Regions from separate parts of the Gossypium hirsutum genome. Here all the other regions are linked to region 1. The links are chromatin contacts, called in public Hi-C maps. All regions are on one chromosome and are shown on one strand. The core of a region is the stretch at or near the end of the contact, and the rest is flanking DNA. Distances in the headings are between cores, read along the strand shown. Region 1 holds the start of LOC107920187 (integrin-linked protein kinase 1). Region 2 holds the start of LOC107920744. Region 3 holds the start of LOC107918264.

The links. Hi-C and Micro-C count contacts between places; a contact is called where the count stands out from the background.
Region 2: a contact with region 1 is called in a Hi-C map of leaf, with 1.9 times the contacts expected there. The contact joins the promoter of LOC107920744 here to the promoter of LOC107920187 in region 1. A contact is called at or near these places in 2 of 34 Hi-C or Micro-C datasets (both in leaf).
Region 3: a contact with region 1 is called in a Hi-C map of leaf, with 1.9 times the contacts expected there. The contact joins the promoter of LOC107918264 here to the promoter of LOC107920187 in region 1. A contact is called at or near these places in 4 of 34 Hi-C or Micro-C datasets (hypocotyl and leaf).

Annotation. Positions count from the first base shown.
Region 1 is chrD13:14,991,059-14,995,859 of Gossypium_hirsutum_v2.1, forward strand. LOC107920187 (integrin-linked protein kinase 1) reads right to left here and starts at 1,357. Exons shown (of 11, transcript XM_041108774.1): 1 at 824-1,357; 2 at 654-728; 3 at 1-31. The coding sequence starts at 1,138. LOC107920294 (26S proteasome non-ATPase regulatory subunit 11 homolog) reads right to left here and starts at 4,543. Exons shown (of 2, transcript XM_016849922.2): 1 at 4,364-4,543; 2 at 2,059-3,592. The coding sequence starts at 3,578. The coding sequence ends at 2,310.
Region 2 is chrD13:15,266,922-15,271,278 of Gossypium_hirsutum_v2.1, forward strand. It overlaps LOC107920744, which reads right to left and starts at 2,985. Exons shown (of 2, transcript XM_016850589.2): 1 at 1,928-2,985. The coding sequence starts at 2,888. The coding sequence ends at 1,944.
Region 3 is chrD13:15,335,716-15,339,868 of Gossypium_hirsutum_v2.1, forward strand. It overlaps LOC107918264, which reads left to right and starts at 1,898. Exons shown (of 2, transcript XM_016847787.2): 1 at 1,898-2,200; 2 at 2,422-3,967. The coding sequence starts at 2,463. The coding sequence ends at 3,506.

The sequences.
Region 1 (4,801 bases), core at 107-2,606:
GCTTTGGTTCAAAGTGGCTTCCACTTTGGCCCTGCAACAAATAGAATTTTAACTTAAAACTCACAAGAGAAGTTAGAATGCAAAACTAACAAGGTCTTAATTACAAGTATTTCTACTAGCTCAAAAATCAATCAGATAATAAGAGAGAATTAACAAGCACTATTAAGAGCCAAAAGCAGGGTCCATTTCACTTTTTAAGGAAACTGTTCATGAATTACTTAAAACAAAAATAAAAGTTATCAGATCAATGGATATGAATCACTTTAAACAACGTTCTGACCAAACAGCCACATCCAATATGATGTCCTTCCAGGCATTCAAAAGATAATAATTCTTAAAAATAAAACAATCCATAATATCAACCATCAAGTCAGCCACAATATATAGGTCCTCAGTCTTAGAACCAAGTATGAAATGTATAAATGTGGACCAAAATGAAACATAAACTGGATACAGTCAGAGTAGTCGCATAAAATCAAAGTGTCATTCCCCGCAAATAATCATTCATCACACGATCAAGGTTTATTACAACGAATAATGCGATTAAGAGAGCATGTATTTTGAGTAGTCCTTTAACTTTAGACTAAATATCAAAAGAAAATAGTTCGCAAAATACTCTAATGGAAAACTGCAAAACAAAATTCTGAACTTACGTAAGATAATCCACCATTTGACTTCAATAGTTCAATCATATTATGTTTTTTAGCTCCTTCTGCATCAGCTAAAGGCTATCATCATCAAGCGAACAAAAATCAAATCAAAAAAATTCAGGTTAAATCCATATTAGAACATTGAAAACGAAAGAAAGCCTTTAAAGCGGCACCGTATTCTTCCAGCGATCTTGGGAGTTGACATCGGCACCATATTCAAGGAGGCACTTGGCGACGTCGATCCAGCCGTGGAGCGAAGCAACGTGGAGAGGCGTACGGCTGTCGTAATCTCTAGCGTTGACCAAAGCTCGATCTTCCTCGAGAAGCTTGCGGACAGCGCCGGCGTCGTTTTGGTGGGCATGCCACAGTATCATCGACGTGCGGCTCACTCTTGCCTTCTCTTTTTTCTTGTCTGCTGACGATGTGGAGCACACCCTCCCGCTCGATCCACGCGCCGCCAATTCTCCGTCGGATGTGCCGGAGTTCATGGTCAACGATCTAACTTTTTTCCGGATCGGAAATGTTTGTTTGTTTGTTTTTTTGTTTTTTTGTGTGGCTTATATTTTCTGGTGCGGTTTGGGCGGAGTCAATGTAAAAATAATAAAATAATAATAAAACTTCTTCTTTTGGAGTGGACCGATCTATTTTTCAGTTTTCCATACTAAAATTAGAAGCTGTGCCTATGATCATAAATTGCAGTCACATATTGTTCGGATAAAATACTGGAGGGTCATATTATTTAATATGATATTAGGGACCATATTATCTCCATAATTTCTTCAAAAAATATTTTAATAAAAAATATTTTTGTTGCTGTTATAATTTTGTTGTATATAAAAAATCTATATGAAAAATAAGGAAACAAAAATCATTTCAGGACAATCAAAATGAGTTGAATAGAAAGAAGGATTAGTTACACTATACAGTCTCGAAATTATGGTTTAATTTTTAATCAGTTCTCGAACTTTAAAATATTTGTTAGTGTAGTCCTTAGCTTATTGTATTAAAGCATCTCTAAGACACAAATCAAATTGTAAATACATGTATATTTTTCACATGTAAAGTTCAAATTTAACATGCCTTCAAATTTATTAATGCTAACTACTATCTTCTTTTTTAACATATTCAATCAAAAGTTTAAAATTTACTTTGTATGAAATTCAAATTGCATTTAATAGTTAAATCGACAATTATTAAGGAAAAAAACTTGATTGATAAATTAATATGTGAATTCGAGCTCACTGAAACCCGTTTATCTTCCTATTTAAAAGTTAAAAAGGGATCATAAATAATTCTAATCATTGTATCAAAAATGATAATTTTGAACTATACCTATTTTTCTTGTCCGATAAAACCAAGTTTAGATGAGAATATAATTCCAAAGTCATGAGAAAGTTGGTTCCACTTATCCCTAAAAAGATGTGATTCTATTAAAGAATTAATGTTGCCAAATAAAGTGAACAAGCTAAATTCAAAGAAAGACAACTTAGAAAAAGTTTTAGAAACATATCAGGCAATACACCACATATTTGAGTCCAATGTTCTTCCGCAATACACCATTAAAACCGAAACATTGAAACATGTCAGTCCGCAAACATACTTTCTCCCCGGGCTCGAAGCAGAGTGATTAATAATATAACCATTCCTAGGTATCACACCCTACGCCATTATCTTAGCAGACCTGACATAGAGGCTGTCTACGACCTTGCCAATGTTGGAGATGGTTTCCAATGTTGTGGGGTAGATGGCATCGGTCTTGGGATCGTCAAATATAACAAGACATCCGGCACCCTGATCCAGAGTCCCTGCAAACTTCTTATCTAAAATCATCTGAGAAAGTTTCTTCTCCACATGGTCTACAGGCAGTTCAATGAGTTCGGCAATATGAGCGATCTCAACCCTTGAGAATGGCTCAATCAATCTGCAGAGATTCTGCTCCAGTAGAGTGTCATAGAGGGAAGAAAGGTGCCTGTGGACAATAGGATCTTCCTCTAGTTGAGCCTTGAAATCACGAAGAGCAATCTCGAAAAGCTTCAGGGAACGTTTTGCATGGGCATCAGCGACAGCTTTCATGGCATCAAGTTCAGGCCCCACGTATTGAAGCCCAGCTTTTGATGATATTATACCAGCAACATCATCAGCCTGGCTCACCATTATTTTGCACAACAGCATATACTTGAGGCTAAAGACAGCTCGAGGATCTTCAAGAGCATTGAAAGCTTCAAATGCTTCGAAGAAATAACTATAAGCAGTTTTATAGTCTTTCTCCTCTGCATGGAGGATTCCACTCTGCAAATCTATATTACCCTGTTGAGCTGGTGGGACATAAATCGCATTTGCTGCTGTTCTTGCAGCTGTTAAAGATGCCTTGGCTTTTGGAAGGTTTCGGAGAGAGAAATGAAGCTTACTCTCCAACAAGTCTATGTCCACAAGAAGCAGCTTGTCATCCAACCTTCTCACCTCCTTAATTAGGCCAGAAAGGAGATTAAGTGCTTCCGAGTACTCCTTGTTCTCCATCAAAAGGCCTGCAAGTTTAGCTTCAACTCGTTGGCGTAGGAAAGTTCGCTTCTCGGCACGAGTCCACTGCACCACTTCTTTGCAAAGAGAAATCTGGAGATCTGATGTTCCAGGTATTTTAGCTACATCATCAATTATACCACGAACAATTTTGGCAGTTTTTGCCTTTGGAATCAACGCAAAAAAGGGCCTCAATTGGGCCAAAAGACTTTTGAGCTCCTCTGCTTGGTTCTCTTGTCTGAGAAGATCAGACAGATTTGTTATGGCCTGCTCTTTAATCCGCACAGCATCAGGAGCAGATGAAGGATTTTGTAATACACGATAGAGGATTGAGATGGCTTCAGATGGTGTTTTGGCTTCTAGGGCCCAAGCAATTGAATCGGTGGTTGCTGGAAGATATGATGAAGACATTGTAATTCCAGATCCTGCAAAACCAACAAGTCAGTTTGACATAGATGAACTTGCAGAAATAAAAAAATTCCATTACAAAAGGGATACAAGTAATCCAAGAAGTTACTACCTAATTTGACAGAATGGATTGTAGCCATTTTAGTCAGTAAATCTTATACTAAACCAACCCACTGAATGCAGCAGTTGATGGGAATTTAAAAGACAAGCATCATCAAACAACTTGGCTTTTTGATAAAAACACAAGTATTCTTACAAAGCCAATTCCATACTTCAAAGGCCATAAAACAATTCATCCTAAATTTTGAAAATAAAAACTTTTCTTGTTCAATCCCTTTGAACATGCATTGACGGTCTAGAAAATTGTTTGTCGTTCCATGTACCATGTTAGCTTCAACTACAAAGCATGTCGCTTGCTATTGGTATCAACCTATTGCAAATGAACAAGAATAAAAAGGCATATCAATATTTCCTGATCACCACTTGCCACTCAAATCTCATTGAAGTTGGCCTCAAATTACTATGGACAGCAATAAAGTTTCTCACAGAAGAAACAACAAATGCTAATTAGCACTACCAAAAGAATATATAAACCCTTATAGTTTTCAATAAAATGATGACAAATCAAAAGTGTCATAGTTTTCTTTGAGAAGTTTGAATATGAAAGATATTAGAAACCCAATTATTAGCTATTCAATGTTCTATTTATCGCTAATATGGAAAGAAAGAGCTAAGCCATCAATAGAAGCCCCGTTCGTTACCCAGACTTGCAATTTGGGGTGCAGTACCTGTGTCGACACGATCCGACACGGGACACGGGTCAGATCCGGCGAAAACCAGCGGACACGGCGGTGGGTGAGAACTGAGATGAGAGGAGAAGAAAACTGATTTGCAGAGACGACAGAGAAGGGTATTCAAATAAATGAACAAAAAAATTGGAGTAACCCTATATTTATATATGGGTAAACGGCTCAGTTAGTCATTGTGCTTTCATTTTGGTTACTTAAAATCACATGTTATAATTCATCCAATCTTCTGGACGCTTTTATTTTAATAATTCAAGCGTTAAATATCTTATTACGATTGATTATATACTTAAATCATCTTTATAGTTTCATTTGCTCACCTAAGTTTTATGTTTGCTTTCATTTTGGTCATATAAAAAAATCTTCTTTTAAGTGTTAATTGAGGTAAAAAAGTATATTAAAGATTAAAGTGAATAATTA
Region 2 (4,357 bases), core at 1,735-4,234, 280 kb after region 1:
ATCCCATTCATACATTTGCTTTAAAAATTGTCTAATATACTTTTATAGTTCATATTTACACTACCAAACCTAAGTACATGTCATCTCTAAAGTCAAAAATCATATATAAAAAAAGTCTTGAAACTTTGAGAGTTTATATGATTCTCGTGAAGAAGTACTTCTCGTATCTTCAATCTACTTTCTTTCACTTATGTGTTCAAAAACATGTTAAGCTATGTGAATAGCTTAATAAGTACCTAATTGAATTCAATAGCTTACCAATTATTTTATTTAAGCATATTTTATACCATTTAAATTAAAATAAATTAATAAAGTACTTATACTATGAAATAACATGCAACCTATTATTAAACTTATAAAGTATCCACCTAATTTCATTATTTATTTATATTATTTTGTCATAGAATTTCTTACATTGTCATTTACATGTCATATATTATTTTTATCATTTTGAGATCTTGAACATTGTTTTGCATAATTCATATATTTTACTTTTAAATTTAACAGATCATTGAACTAAATTTGTTATTCTTTTCTTCCATATAATCATACAATTTCTTATATTTTCGCTTACTTTATGGCTTATCATATTATATAACTTTTCATGTAGGTATCACATATTACTCATATATTTTGTAGATCATGATCATAATCAGAATATCGATAACATAATTCCTAGAGTCCAAGTCCAAAACAAGATTCTTGGCCCTTTAACGAAACTTTGATAACAAAACTCCAATATCCAACCTATACACCATGTTCTGAAGAACATAAGCATGAACATATCGTAAATAGAACTCCTGTATCCCTTTCACCTGCCGTAACCCTCATTCACCAACCCTATTCCCAACTGTTCCTCGACCCCTCATCATACCATAACCATATAATGTATTATTTCATTTATTCATTTTAGTTCATTGACATTTAATTTCACATAGAATCATATACTAACTTTTTCAACTTTTTTAAATAACCCTAAAAAATTAATTAATTATGAAAATAACTTGGAGGAAAAATTATATACAAAAATGACGTGTTTGCTACGACTACTGTTGGTGCTGATTAAGTGTTAAGCAGCACCACCCATTTTTCCTCTCAATCATCATATTTGGAAAAAAAATTGTTGTTGCATTATGGCAAACGACACTCATATGTATTTGAAATACTCGTGAAAATATGAGTATTCATAGTGCAAAAAAAACAAAAAATATTTTTTAATTGATGTCTCTGGTGTGCCAGACAGCACTGGTAAATTTATTTTTAAAATTTTGTATCAATTAAAATAAATTGAAAAAATATGAAAAAATATTTTTTTATGGATACTATGTCAAAGCCTATCAGCATCACTTTAATTACAAAAAAAAAAAAAGAAACTAATTGATGGGTTGGTTGTGACCTACCACATTTAAAACTTGGCAGGAGGAGAAGGGGTTATATGAAATTGTGATTCTACGTTATCATTATTCTTTTCTAATAGGAGAATGACAAATTAATTTTTTACTTTTGATTTTTAGCGTTTTTAATTGGATTTGAATTTATTGAGATGAAAATTTTGGGAGGAAAAATATGAGGATAGGGGTCACCAGAAACCAAAGTTTAACAAAACTAACCAAAAGTGAGTTGTGCCCAAGTTACCTTCATTGATGTAAAAGCTAGGTAAACTGCCTCCTGCTTCGCTTACGTTTTCCTTATTTTAAAAGCATAAAAAGTCAAAGAACCTCTTAATTACACATTAATGTAATTATAACTCTTCATTCTCCTTCTCTCCTAATTTTTCTCTGTTTTGATTTTTTCTTTTCCTATCTACTTCTCAATCGCTTACGTGTTAGTTTTTCCACCACCGGTGAAAGCATGTTATCTATGCAAAGCAAGACTTAAAAAAAAAAAACAAAAACAAAAAACAGAACATAAATGGAACTCGAATTACCTGTTTTCATCAAGCATTAAACCATTGAAACAACGCGAGGAACTTTCGCATCATCCACAGCCAAACTTGAACACTTAACTGCAAATTCCTCATCTTCAGCAAGCTCTCCATGTAGAGCCGTGGCATATATATAGGAAACTGTATTTGCAGCTAAATTACAAAACATTAACATCATAGAGAAGGTGGAAGTGACGTCCATATTCAAAACAAATAACCAACTTGTCCATTTATCAGCAGCTGAATTCCTGTATGTCATAACTGAGCGCCAGGTATTAATGGAAATTACGAAGCCGAAAAGCAGTATAATCTTCAAAGCAACCCCTTTCATTCCTTTAACTAAATTTCGACTTCGCTTTAATGGTTCAAACCCCCAGCTTGATTCAACGACGACGACTACGTAAGCAAATATCCAATTCACTTGTAAATGAACCACAATAAACAAGAGAATAATCACGTAAACAAGGCAAAGGAAAATAAAATAAGGTGAAGGGTAATGAACTTGGAAGCCTAAAATGACTACTGCAGAAAAGGCTAAACCAAGGATCAAACTGATCCCAGAAACGATAAGCTGGGTTACAAGGCAAGTCGAGAAGAGAGGGAAGAAGGAAGTGAAAGCCGCCTTAATAGCGGATAAAAGCTTGATGGGTCGACCGTAAAAGCCGTGGAAAATGCTATAAGTGATGGAACCGGTGGCCAACAGGGAGAAGATAGAGATGGGGATGGTGTAAAGGACATTTAGGATAAAGATTTTAGTGGGGAAGATGGAGGGATCTTGCTGAAGGAAGCTGAGGTAGGATTCAATGGCGATGAAGGGGTAGATGGATAAGAAGAAAGAGAAAGGGAGGAGGAAGAGGAGTGAGAGAGCTAGGAAGTGGCGGGAGTGGGCTTTGATTATCCGGCTGTACCCAGAACGGATGGCCCAAAGGTCGATCTTTAAGAGTGGTGGTGGTGGCGTTGCCATGGCGGAAGGAGGGGGAGATAATGCATGGAAAAAGGGTTTTATAGATAAGTCAGAAGGGTCAACTTTAACTAAGGTGGATATTGAGACACGTCATTTCCGGTCAACTTTTTGGTCCTTCAATCATAATTTAGTGGGAGAAAGGTTGGTTTCACGTAATAACGCACTAATCCCTTATTTCAAAATACTTTATTTATCATTTTAAACCTTTGGTTAATAACAATTTAAGTTCTCAATCTATTTCCTAATTAAAAATCTATAACGATTAGAATTTATAATTAGTCTTTATGCCTGAATTAATTATAATTTCATGTAAATTAGTTATCCAAATTTAAATTCATCAATACACTAGCTCTACAAATATTACTATTTAATATTTACGGATTCAATTTATGAAAACGAAGTCTTGAAATCGTATTTTTTGACACCACTAGAATCCTAGTTATTAGATTACTATTATAAATCTTGAATATATCTTAATAATCAATAGATTATATTTTAACAACGAACAGATCATTCAGTATTTATAGGGTTCATTATTACCATAATTCACCACTTTTATCTTTTCATGGATTGATAGGAATAGAACTTTTACTAGTCTAATTCACTATATTATCACTTCACGATTTAATAGAAATTGTTATCATAATTTTTTACTTGTCATCTCACTGTGTAACAGGAACTTTTCATCAGAACTTGTTTACCATAACTTTTTATTTTATCATTATCTTTTATTATTCAACAGAGGCCCAACATAGACTTAACAAAAGGCATAGGATATAGGAAAACAATACAGTAATGCACCGAAGTGCAATAACAGAACAGAGTAGCATCGGAGTGCTATGTCAGAACATGACAACATCGAAATGCGTAATTAGAATAAAGAGTGTGTTAATTTTTCCTTAATGGCATGTCATCTATATCCTATTAGTTCATATCTTGTCTACTTGGGCAACCACATGAGAGTCTATTTCATTTTCTCATTTTCAGAACATAATTTGCATACTTTAAACTTATTTCAGTTTAGTCTTTTTTATCATGAAATTCACTATTCTTTGTAATTTAGTCTCAATTTCACTTTTCATACATATACTATTTCATCACACTTTCTTAAACATTCTATTTATCAATATAATATTTCACAATTTAACTATAATTTTACACATTTTCAATCATTATCTTTCCACAACTTAAAGAACAATTGTAATTTGAATTACAATAATCGTGTATTTTTGCATTCTTTACTACATTCTTCACTTATCAAATATTTTCTTGTAAACTTTCATAACTTTTCAATTTAGTCTTTTTTTGGTCATAAAAGTTTAATATTCACTAATTAATCATATTAAATCAATTTTCTTTCTTCTTAGACTTTAATCACACAATTTATCTCAATATCTTGTTTCACATATCAATTTCTGTATATGTCACTTTTATTATTTCATCCACATATTTTCTCAAGTTTGAAAATT
Region 3 (4,153 bases), core at 648-3,147, 350 kb after region 1:
AGAATTTTTTTATGAAAATTTGTTCAAACAAGTTTGCTTTATTTTCAAATGGTTTACTTGTTCGGGTATTGGGAAGTCTAAAACCCTCGTGGTCTACCGACAGATGATTGAGGCATGTAGGATAAAATAAATTAAAAATAAAAAATAGCTTTTATTTAAAAAAAATATTAGATCCTACTGAAAAATATAATTACATACAAATAATTACAAACTAACCTTATAAACTCAAACTTGATTTTTGAAGTCTAAAACACAAATATTTCTTCTTTTCTTTTCTGTTTTCTCCCTTTCTACTAAACATAAATCTTTCCTCTTTTTTCTTCTTCTCTTCAATAGAAAGCAAAAACTTCAACTCAAACAAAATATTTAAACAGAAACCCAAAACTTCAATAGAATTGGTGGGGTGGGGGTGGGTATAAATACTAGTTGGTACATCTTGATAGCATCGCGAAACTACTGGTGTCACCTAACATGTTGGTAGCACCACTAATAATTTTTTTTTCGATTTTCATTTTTTCCCTAACAACCTTTTTTTTAAATGTACAAGTGTCGTCTGACACACTGGCGACACTCATAAAAAATAATTTTTTTTAAATTATCAATGGTGTTGCCAAACACACCGACACCTATTAAAAATGTATATTTTTAAAAATTATTAGTGGCGTTGTCTGATGCATCGGTAGCACCTATTAAAAAATAATTTATTTTGAAATTATCAGTGTTGTCACATGATACACCGACGATACCTATTAAAAATATTTTTTTTCTGTCTCAACTTTTTTTGACACTGTTTTTTTTAATTCATTGGTGTTGCTTGACACACTGATGACACCCATTAAAAAATATTTTTTTCTTGTCTCAGCTTTTTATCTGACATTGTTTTTTTTTAAATTCACCGGTGCCGCCTGACAAACTGGTGACTCCATTACAATTTTTTTTTACCATATATACTCGTATTTTCAAGGACATTTTAGAAAAATACATATCAATGTTACCTGGCACAGTGTCGGCACTAATAAAAGATTATGTTTTTCTTTAAAACATATGATTACATAATGATTGGCTAAAAAAGGAGGGTGGTGCCACCAATGTGTCAGGCTACACCGACGGGTACTGTAACAAACAACATATTTTCATAAATAATTTATCCTCCAATTTATTTTCGTAATTAATTAATTTTTTATATTATTTATATAAAAAACTCTCATATTTTAGTCACTATTATTTGAATTAATCACTTTCGTTACAAATTTTAATAATCCATTAATGAATTACTCACTTGAGACGTTAACCCATTGAATTAACCCATTGAATAATAGAAAAGTGATATTTTATTTTTTGTTTGGGACCTCTCTCTCTTTTTTTTTTCTCTACTGCTCAACAACCACCATCTCCATACAGCATCTTCAAGCCTCCTATCACTTATCCTCACCTGAGTCAGAGTCAAAGCCACCCAAATTCCCCCACCGTACCCATCTCCACCGCAGCTCTGTTTAGGGAACTTAAGAATTATGTCCTGAAATCTGTATTAATCATCATTCTCATAACAATTACTTGACTTCATCCATGCTTTCATTAAGCAGATCAGGCAATGAGATATGCACGTGTGTGTGTGTGAGTGCCAATGTTGAAGAAGCTTCTTCACCTTGGATAGTTTTGAGCTGCGCAGGTGTACACTTCTTCAAGTCAAGCTTCCAGCTTTTAGACGCCTTACTTTTTGTCAGCAGCACTGGGAACCAAAATCTTCTTAATTTGATCAAAGTTTAATATGTAGAGATCCTAAGATTCAATTACTCTCAATGAGTTAACCACGTGAGCCTATCTTAATTAAGGCAATTAAATTTAAAAATAATTAAAATAAAATAAATTCTATTTTAAAATGAGTATAGTGTAGTTTATCCTAGTTTAATCAATCAAAAGCCCAATTGGTTTTTATAAAGAAAATCCCAATTTTGTAAAAGATTTAGGCCGCAAATTCCAAAAATGGTAGTCACCTGTTGAATCTGATTTCCTCCATGTCCAGTGTTGACAACTATTTCCCAATCTTGAAAACCCCAAAACATAAAAAAGCAAAGCCCATTTTCAATCCGTTACAGACTAACGAACGCCGGCACGATGGCATAGCACCTCAAAAAATGGCAGCTAACTTCTTCAGACATACCCTTTGTTTTGCCATGCCAATGCTATAACATCCAAATTCGTACGTTTTTTTTTTCTAATAACCAATCTTTCTTTTCTTCTTCTTCCATAAAAGACTTGTTTTTTTTAACACTCGAGAATTTCCCTCCAATCCCACAATCTTCATGCTTTTCACTTTTACTGTGTTTTCTTCGTGAACTTCTCGGGGATTACAAAGGTGCGTCAAGCTCTTGCAGATCTGATTTACACTTCTGTTTTATATAATTTCCTGTGTTTGTTTAGCTGCTGGGGTCGATATCTTTTCTGGGTTTTGATTAACGAAAATGGAAACTGGTAGCGTACGAATGAGATCAGATCATTTAGAGAAAGAAGGATCTAAGGAAACCCATGAAGAAAGTTTTGAGCTAGAATCATCCTATGATGTTAGTGATGATAACCACCAATTCCATTCGATGAATGCATTAGAGATCTTAAGAGAAACTGTTAGGATTTTACGGTACAATTCGTCCAGTTTTTTTATCATTGCAGTTTTGTTTATTTGCCCTGTATCTTTGGTCTTTATGTCTAATTTGTTAGTTGATCATTCCATTGTGAAGAGATTAACTGTTAGGCTTTTGTTAGTTGCCAAAACCTGTGGACTCCCATTGAAGCCTTTCATCAAACAGTCGTCACAAAGGTTCGCCGAGTCGGCTGTTTCCTCCGCAATGTGCTTCCCTTTGTTCATCACATTGTCTTTGTTATCCAAGGCTGCGGTGGTTTATTGTGTAGATTGTACTTACTCGAGGAAACCGGCCGATGCTTCAAAGTTTTTCACGATAATCCTAAAGTTTTGGAGGCGGCTCGTTTGCACATATGTGTGGATGTGTACGGTTATTGTTGCTTGTGTGACCACTTTCTTTGTTTTCCTTGTTGTGGCATGTAGCTTGCTTTCTGTTGTTGGCTTTGCACCTGACTTGATTGTGTATGCGGTGATAATGATGGGGCTAGTGTTCTCGGTTGCCTTCGCGTATGCCATTGTTGTTTGCAATATCGGGATTGTAATCTGCGTGTTGGAGGAAGTTTCAGGACCGCAGGCAATGCTTCGGGCCGGTGTTCTTATTAAGGGGCAGACTCAAGTTGGTCTCTTGATATTTCTTGGATCTACAATTGGTTTAGCATTTGTGGAAGGGTTGTTTGAACATAGAGTAAAAGTATTAAGTTATGGAGATGGGTCTTCTAGGATCTGGGAAGGGCCTCTGTTGGTAATAATGTATTCGTTTGTGGTGCTCATGGATTCCATGATGAGTACGGTTTTCTATTTCAGTTGCAGATCGTACACTATGGAAGCCTCGGATGGTGAATGTCAATCAATATTGGATACACCATAACCACCTTTGCCAAATTGTTTTGTGTTGATGACCATTGCTATGTCCATTGTTATGCTATCAGCTAATATTTATCGAGTTCTAACAAGAAAATAGCATTACTTGGGAATACTGATGAAGATGAATTTGTTGTTGTTTCATCAAAAACTCGAGCAAGATGGGTTTTAGCAGCTCATACTATGCTGAAGATGATTCTCCAACTCTTCCATAGACATACATGGTTCAGGTGCATAAAATTTCTTGTGATCTACTACTAGCCATGGAATAAAAACAAAGTTAATACAATAATTTGATTGAATATAAGCTGCATAGAACTATTCATCAATTATCCAAAGGGTTCCATATCAAATTGTTGGACCTTTTCATGTTCCTTTTTTTTTTTACTATCCTTGTACTTGCATTTATATTCTTGTTCGACGTGCTTAATAAATAGTAAAATGTAGAGCTTGGAGTACTGATTAATCAGAAGATAGATATTGAGAATGTTCCGGGAAATGGTTTTTTTTTTTTTAAACTTTTAAGTTTTATCTCAAATGAACTGACTTTGAAGATACAAAGATGGATTGAATGCTTCATATTCTTTAAATGCCATTTTCCAAGGGTTGGTTTGACTGCAATTTCTCATAACTTGAGCTTCTGTTTATAGGGAT